3 separate regions of the Mus musculus genome follow, and regions 1 and 3 are each linked to region 2. The links are chromatin contacts, called in public Hi-C and HiChIP or PLAC-seq maps. All regions are on one chromosome and are shown on one strand. The core of a region is the stretch at or near the end of the contact, and the rest is flanking DNA. Distances in the headings are between cores, read along the strand shown. Region 1 overlaps Cadm1 (cell adhesion molecule 1). Region 2 has its middle 15 kb from the start of Gm31614. Region 3 has its middle 55 kb from the start of Gm31816.

Region 1 (2,700 bases), core at 173-2,672, 890 kb after region 2:
ACTGACATTCGGTACTAAATGTGCAGATACGGGTGCTGAGCGAAACACAGGCGGAGGACTTGCTAATTTGTATTCTAGATGGAAATCTTAAATTAGTTTCCAAGATTTTTAAATGGATTTTTAAATGCCGGGCACATAGGAGATTGAGTTCATATTAATATTTATAAGGTTTGAGAAGATATTTAGTGAAATATTTGTATAATTTAATTTTGGTCATAATCAAGAAGAAAACCATAACAAGAAGGACATTGCACTTTAGTTTGGTGACTCTTTGTAGCTCAGAGTTAGAATTATTTTTTTCTGGAAAAACTCATGCTGACCCCTGCATGTTTAAAGAGAACTTTTTTTTAAATTTATACCCAGAAGTTAGATGTTATGTGTGTATAAATTCCTTGAGTTGGATTGTTTTATGGTAATTTTATATAAGCTAATTAGGAAATCAGTATTGATAATGATTTTTTTTTAAGCCTTCATTGATAGTCCTGCAAAACTCCATATTGTAGCTGCTTTTATATTCTGTAGTACAGGGAAGAGCACCCTGGGTTCACAGGAAACCTGCTTCCTGTGGTTTTGCTTAGGGCTAATTGAGCTTAATGTAGTTTTGTGTGCAGAAGGTATTGACTTGTGCATAGTATTTAATTTGTGTAAATATGTGTGTATGTAATGTTTGGCCCCTCCGAGTTTTATTTTAAATGTAACCCTTGAAACTGGGATAATAGAAATTCGTAGCTTAGGCCTGCTAGCAATTGCAGGTGCCAACGGTTTAAACTGCTGTAGAAATACAATTATGAGCAGCCAAGAGCAAATCTTGTTTTAAGGTCCATGTGTAATGAATGCCTGTTAGTATTATAGAATACAATTAAAAAGAGGTTTACCTCTCCTAAGCTGTGATTGGTTCTTTCTGATGGAAATGTTGAGTCCCCTGAGTAGAATGTGTATTCAGCTCTCGGTGATTTAGACACCAGTGAGCCTGGCATACTGCAGGCTTGGATAAATTCAGGGCAGTTATAGTCAAGCAGAGATGGGAAAAGACTGAAAGATTAATGAGCGAGCTTAAAACAAAGCTTCAAAAATGAGAGCAGTGCTCTGCTCGGTCTTATATAATTGTGCAGAATAGAAGTCGGTTTTGGCGGCTGTTGTTAAAAAAAATTTTAGGATCTTGGCAGAAAATGTTTATTTGTTATAAAAATCGGACCTAGAGAATGCAAGTGAAAACCTGGGTTGAAATATCCAGTTCCTGCTTGGCTGTGTAGTCCTCAGAGACACACCCTGCCCATAGCCTCTTTTATTCTTGCTTGACCAAGCCTCTTCAGTTCTCCCCACTACACCCCCCACGGAACTTCCCACTGCTTCATGATGGTGAGGGCCAAAGTCCCAGCTCTGGCTACTCTCCAGGAAGTGCACATCTGGGTGGTGTTCCTGGAGGCCTCACTGGCACTCTTGCGTGTTGACCAAGGCCTAACAGATCAGGACCGTTCAGAAGCATGAGAGCCCTCTGCCACGGTAGCCCAACTTACTGCTGATTACCTGTGGATCCCAGTTTCTGGCTGGTGGCTTTCAATAGTAGCCTCGTGGCATTTCTTTACTAAGACTTAATGCAAGGGATCCTAATGGCTTTAAAATGCGCTTTTACCTTTGCCAATCCTTTTAATAGCCCCTGTAACTAACCTTCCATTTGCCCAACACTGTGGAGCTCTGCTGCGGAGCTGGTCATCCCGTAATGCGAGGCTGGGCACTCAGGGAAAGGGCAGCTCGTAATTAACGCAGTGCAGGTGAGCCATTTCTTTGATCCAGGGCTTGCCAGCGCAGTGAAGAAGAGCAGCCTTGGAAGAGAGACTGCCAACTCAGAAGAGGGTTCTCCAGTCTGTGTAGACACAGCAGCAGCCTTTCACTCTGCCTGTCCCTTTCTTCAAGGAGTTTGGCGCCACCTACAGGAGGCAGGAAGCGCGGTAACCTCAGCTTCTCATGGAAGCACTGGACTTCTCCCCGTGGTCATTCCTCATATTTAGGGTTTTTTTCCCCCCCTATCAAGTTGATCACTTGTTCAGCATGTAGTATTTATCAAGCCTCTCTTTGGCCACGGGATGATGCTAAGCTCTATGGGAAGAAAGGTTACGTCTGTACTAACTGTTTTGGCAGAAGATTCCTCACCGGTAATTGCTTGGTAAGGTCTCTGTTTCTGCTGCCCTGAGCCTTTTCCTTGGACACTCCAGCAAGAGAGAGCAGTTACAGATGGGCGTTGGAGGGGACAGCCTACAAGGGCTGCAGACTTCACTTTTGAGTTTCCTTTGTTTTTTTTTTTTTTTTTTTTTTTTGTGGACAGAGTGGCAGCCAATCCATTATTTTCTTGTTTGTTTCTATTTGTTTTCTTTGGAAAGAAATGTTGAGTTTAACAAAGGGGTGGGGGGAACTACAGTCAAGGAAGTTCAAGATGCATGATCCAGTTCAGAGACTTCAGGGGGAAAGACAGGTGATCGCTGTTGCTGGTGCATTAAAGGTGCTGAAGAGATAATGAGGATCAATTATTTTCATTCATCAGCCTTTCATAACTGTATCACTGAATTAAGCTCTCCATTGTTCCACGCTGGAGGGATTTGGCTTGAAAGGAGTTAAGAAGGTAGGTTTCTGCCTGCGAGTGAATGAGCTCAGCTCTCCCTTCCCCACCAGCACCCCTAACCCAGACCTGTTCTTGAACTCTCT
Region 2 (2,700 bases), core at 66-2,565:
GACATCATCCAGGAGTCTAAGACCATTAAGACTATAGGGGAACCTGGAGCCATCAGACCCCCTTCACTCCGAGGTGCTAAGGATCTGCCCCTCTGCAGAGCTAGCTGTATGCCTGCATAATGGCCCTGGGACCGTTTGGATTGTTTTCTGAAGTCGGAAGGTAAACTCTGACTAGGCTCTGGGCTTGCTGTCGCTGGAAGGAGTTTGCTGGAAGGGTTTAGATGCAGCCAGGCAGCTAGCTAGCTTATGCAGAGGGCAGCTGATCCTGCAACTCTTAAAACAGCTCCCTGCTAGAAAATAAGCCCCCAGAGCTTCCCCAAAGACAGTACGGGGGCTTCTGCTTGGTTCACATAAACACCACTGGGCCGTGAGGACTCAGAGGAGGGTCCCGAGATAGGAGGCGGAAGGCTTTGCCGATTAGCCCCTCTCAACAACTCAGCTATTTGCTCACCTCAGCATCTGCACCTCCGACTCTTCCCTTACCTGTCTGCTTATCTCTGAGCACTTTCCCTTCTTCCCTTGGCTGCTAGGAGCCTCTCTCCAGACCCAGCTCCTCTTAGGAGAGAAGGAAGCTAACAGAGCTTCCAAGGAGATGCCCAAGACACAGGAAGCAGAGCTAGAAGCTGAGGGGCTAGCGCCAGGCAGCATCCAGGGGACCCTTAGGAGTGAGAGCAAACAACTGAGGTCCCAATGGAACAATTTGGGAAGCCCTGGCCCTCCCATCCATCCATCCCGCCTCGGGGGCTTGCCTCTTCTGCAGCCCCCACCCGTGGGAGAGAAGAAAGCTGCTCAAGGGGGCACAGGGGCCGCTGTGGTGCTGAATAAAGGAAGCAGTCTCCTCCGCGCAGGCGTTCTCTGCTTGAATATGTGGCCTTATTTATGCCTGGCTAAAGATCATTAAAGCCTTTGCTGGGGTGGGGGTACGGGGGGGCTACAAGGAGAGTGGATTAATATTAGAACACCCTGTCACAGCTGGAGAAAAGGCGGGATTGATTTTATAGGGAGTTTAGTCAGAGCTGCGCGTGAAACCCCGCGGGTTGCGCTGGAGTGTATCCATCTCCTCCATTAGGAAGGCCCCATGGGAATCTTCAGCTGCAGTGTTTATGACTACGGAAGCGGCGTATCACAGAGAGTGAGCCGCCCTTATGCAGCTCCCTTTTAGCGACTGCCCATGCTCCTAGAGACCCTATCCTGGGGTTTCACACAGCTGTCTTTACCAGCCAGACTTCGTGGCTGGACCATGAAGGCACTGACACTGCAGAAGCGCTCATTTGGTCCCTAGTTCTGGCAGGGCAGCTCTAGAGAGCCCCCTGCTGGAAGACCTTGGTAAGCCCCATCTACTGTCTCCTTCCTAGAAGTTGCCAGAGCCTCTCAAACACTTAGATTTCTTCTCAGCCTCGCATAAAGTCTGAAGATTGCTCCAAGAAAGTGTGGTCCGTCTTCTTTTCAGAAAACATGACAAAGCTTGGAAAACTTGATTCTTCCAGAGTCTGCTTAAAAACTGGCTTAAGTGATCCTTTAAGAGTCAGATGCCTCTTATTAGCTGCTGACCCTTGAGCGAGTGTGGTGACTTCTCAAGGTTTTAGTTTCTTCGTCATCTCTGCCTTACACAGGCGTATTAAGAATTAAATGGTTATCGCAAGAAAGTTTCCAGTACAAGAGAACCACCCAGTGCTAGTGAGTGCTACTGTGTTATCAGGTGGCCATTCCAGTACATTCTAAATGGGACTCAATTTGCAAACATTTAGTTTAAACAAAGCCCCGTTGGGACACCTTCATTGTGGAAGGCATGGCGTACCAGTGGACACAAAATGTCTGTAGGGTCGTGTTCATCAGAGGGGACAAAGCTCAGAGACAACTGGGATAGCTCTGAACTTAGGTGTGCTCTGTGCACCTCATCTCCTGGCGTACGGACCCAGATATAACTGGCGGGATCTGAAGTGGTATGGGCAGAGTCTGGGTCAGCTCCCTCCCAGAGGGACATTGGTTGAACAGATGAGTGGCATAAAGGGTGTTGTTTAAGGAAGCTAACAATCATGGCTGAGAAGATGGCTAAGCCAGGAAATGCCCAGGGTTTCATCCCCGGGACCCATATAAAAAGCCTGGGATGGTGATAGGCGCTTGCCTCCTCATAGCTGGATAAGCAGAGAGAGCAGATCTCTGAAGCTTGCTAATCTGGCAGCCCAGCCGGATTGGTGAATCCCAGGACAAGTGAAAGACCTTGTGCCTAAAAACAAGGTGAATGGTGCCCGAGAAAGAATACGACTCTGAGCTGTCCTCTGTCCTTCATCTGCATGGACACAAACGTGTGTGCTCTTCTGAGCACACACACACACGCGCACACACACACACACACACACACACACACACACAAGCATGCACCCACACACATTACCCACCCACCCACATCCACATACAGAAAGAAGCCAAGAGTCTGAGCCAGAAGAGCTCACACCTCGCTTTGCAGAGCTTCCGTAGCTTGTTGGATGCATGCCCAACACAGTGCTCAGCAGTTCTGCTTTTTGGAACTTGATACTAAAACCCAGATTCTCTAGGAGCCAAATGACCTGGGTTCCAATCTTGATCTTCCTGCCATTCATTCCTTGGTTCCTTTGAAGAAGTTATGCCCTGTGCCTCAGTTTCCTGGTCTTTGAATGGGTGTAATAATGACACTGGTGTTAAAGGTAATAACAAGAGTGT
Region 3 (2,700 bases), core at 191-2,690, 610 kb after region 2:
GCTTTACGTGGGATCTGAGGGTAAACTCAGGTTTCCATTCTTGCATGGCGAGCTCTTTACTCACTGAGCCATCTCCTTATTTCTTTACTTGACTTTTAAACTGTATGTTATTTATTATTATTATTATTTATCCATTCAGTAGCACAGGATTGAACCCAGGACCTTGTACATTCTAGGTCAGTGTTCTACCATGGAACTATATACCCAGTCATCATCGTGTTGTCTTCATCATCATCATCGTCTTTGTCATCATGGTCGTCGTCATCATCATCATAATTATCACCATCACCACCATCATTATTTTGAGACTGGGTCTTACTGAATTGCCCAGGCTGGACTTGAACTCACTCAGTATCCCAGTCATGCCTTCTGTGAATTTGGGATCATCCTGACTCAGTTATCTGAGTGGATGAGATTGCAAGCATGTGTCCTGTTTAACACTTTTTATGTGCATTGAAGGCAGCCAAACCCCTGTCAATGTCTCCTGACCATTTCATTTCCTAAAATCCACCGTGGAACATTCCAGAAAAGATAAAAAGCAAAGCTCCCCAGTTGGTAAATATCAACCATCATGGTTTTCTGCAGTAGCCCAGGGTTTTACATGTCCCACACTATCCTAAACCGATAACACAGATAACCCATCTGGCCATGGCCTGCTTTCCCTCCCAGGGTGGGCAGGGGATTAGAGCTGTTTCAACGCTGGGAGACTCCGAGGTTGTAAAAAGCCTTGTGCTCTGAACAGAGGGACAGTTACATAAGTCCACAGAGCTCCCCACACTACAGGACAGCAGACTCCAAGCAGCATCTAATTACAGGGAGGCTGATGGTCGCTGTTGAAGATCCTGTCACAGGACCCAGGTCTCAGCCCACTGATGTCCTGCCAGCAGTTGCACTAAAACGGAAATTAAGCGCAGTGTCATGGCCATTTAGGACATTAGGAACGGAAGGCGCCCGGGAGCTGCTTCCTGGCCCCTTGCCCATGTTATTAACAAGGTGCAAACGAGGACCTAGGCTGGAAGAGGGAAACAGCTGGAGAAAAGAGACCTTCACAGCAGGTGGAGATCTGAGGAGAGGAAGGGGATGTAGAGAGACTGTGTCCCAAATCTCCTTGGCTGAGGATAAAATTGGCTTGATAAATGAGGAAGAGTCATTCATTTCTTCACTCGACCCTCTCTGGAACATTTTGTAGATTGCAAAGTTTCTCCAGTCCCTGATTTTCTGTGCTGGATTAATGCAACACACACACACACACACACATACACACTTCCCATCATGGGGGCGGGCGGGGGAGAGGCAAGGCCCACATGACACACACATCCACATTTGTTGACACTCACTGCTCATCATTTGTAATTTGTTTGAAACCTTCAGGCTAGTGGCTCTCTGTAGAGTGTTGCCAGACTGCCAAATTCTCTAGCTCAGAATCTAGGGAAATCCTGGCCTTGGCCTGGGTCCAGCTATGGCCAATGCCAGGGCTATTTGCTAAATAAAGAACACAAGCCCGGGGCTGGAGGAGGGTCTGAGAGTTCTTTGTTTTGCAGCTCATTCACCCTTGACCCTACCCCCACTCAACACACACACATTCACACACACACACACACACACACACACACACACACACACCCCACATGCACACACTGCCTGACAAGCCTCTGACTAGGCTGACGGACTTGGGTAACTCAGCAAAGAGACGAAGCACCATGGTCCCCTGTCTTGCTCTTTATCTGTTCCCACGGGGATGTGCATAGGTGGGGATCTTGAAGACAGAGCTGGAGGATCTCTGGAGTCCACACAGCCATCCAGAATCTTCCATCTCATGCAGCACTCTGCTTTCCTATTTCCCTGCCAACAGCTGTAGCAGAGGTGAACTGGAACATGGGAAATGCCAGCCCCTTTGCCTGGAGGATGGGGTGCGGGGGAACTAAAAAGCCCGTTTTTCTGTCCTGTCAGGTCTATTTAAGTATTTAATGAGGTGAGATAGCACCAATAAATTTCACATGGCACAATAACTCTGATGATGTGGGCCATGGACTAATCAGCTTCCATTCTGGGGATAGAAGAGTGTTCTTGCCTTTGCTAGATCTTATCGGGTTTGATTGCTTTGTTCAGATATTAAAAAGGTTGAGCAAGGACTTTCGGGCACTGCCACAAATCTGCCCGCATCCTCCCAGCCAAGATAGATTGAAACCAGGCTGTGGAATGCAAGGCTGTTTATTTTAATTGACAATCAAGAGGAGGAGAATTGGTAGAGTGGAAGGTGGGGAAGGAGGCCACAGGCCTGTGATTGGATGGCTTCTGAGTCTACCTTCCTCTCTGCAAAGCTCACACACAGCAAGGCTGCTTATCCAATGGAGGACCAGCACCTGAGGCTTTGAAGAGTCTCTTCTTCTCTATGCTTGTCCTGAGCATAGAGAGAGCCTGTTGACCCGTGTATCACCTGTGATTTTTGTCTTTGTTTTTTATGGAATGAGGCTGGTTACAGACATTTCCCGGGCACTTGGGTCCTGCTCTAGCTTCTGCTGACCCTTGCACAGCGCGTGCATTCTGTCCGTTGGACCTTTAGGGGACAGTCCCTAATGCTCTTTGAAGCCAGAGGCCACACTATAATCTGTAAGAACCTCTCACCCCACACATGCAGCACAAAGCAGAGATCAGATTTTCTGAAGTGTATATGGGCATATGTGAGGGTAAGTGACATAA

Evidence for each region. Hi-C and Micro-C count contacts between places; a contact is called where the count stands out from the background. HiChIP or PLAC-seq counts read pairs in DNA pulled down with a chosen protein or histone mark.
Region 1: a Hi-C map of cerebral cortex shows a contact between it and region 2, with 5 times the contacts expected there. The contact joins two enhancer-like sites. A contact is called at or near these places in 15 of 484 Hi-C or Micro-C datasets (cardiomyocytes, cerebellar granule neurons, cerebellum and 9 more) and 3 of 115 datasets of contacts at active chromatin or transcription factors (astrocytes, embryonic basal ganglia and embryonic stem cells).
Region 3: a contact with region 2 is called in an H3K4me3 HiChIP or PLAC-seq map of forebrain, with 4 times the contacts expected there. The contact joins two enhancer-like sites. A contact is called at or near these places in 2 of 115 datasets of contacts at active chromatin or transcription factors (embryonic basal ganglia and forebrain).

Annotation. Positions count from the first base shown.
Region 1 is chr9:47,706,584-47,709,283 of GRCm38.p6, forward strand. All of the region lies in intron 1 of Cadm1 (cell adhesion molecule 1), which reads left to right. Among named protein-coding and RNA genes, the nearest start is that of Gm10677, 110 kb to the right of the region's middle. Within about 2 kb of position 1,423, at least 40 of the 459 cell types and tissues checked have an H3K27ac peak or open chromatin away from gene starts, as enhancers often do. A contact at or near this core is called in cerebral cortex and forebrain, where this site is marked.
Region 2 is chr9:46,813,861-46,816,560 of GRCm38.p6, forward strand. No RefSeq gene overlaps it. Among named protein-coding and RNA genes, the nearest start is that of Gm31614, 15 kb to the right of the region's middle. Within about 2 kb of position 1,316, at least 39 of the 459 cell types and tissues checked have an H3K27ac peak or open chromatin away from gene starts, as enhancers often do. A contact at or near this core is called in cerebral cortex, embryonic basal ganglia and forebrain, where this site is marked.
Region 3 is chr9:47,421,486-47,424,185 of GRCm38.p6, forward strand. No RefSeq gene overlaps it. Among named protein-coding and RNA genes, the nearest start is that of Gm31816, 55 kb to the left of the region's middle. Within about 2 kb of position 1,441, at least 68 of the 459 cell types and tissues checked have an H3K27ac peak or open chromatin away from gene starts, as enhancers often do. A contact at or near this core is called in embryonic basal ganglia and forebrain, where this site is marked.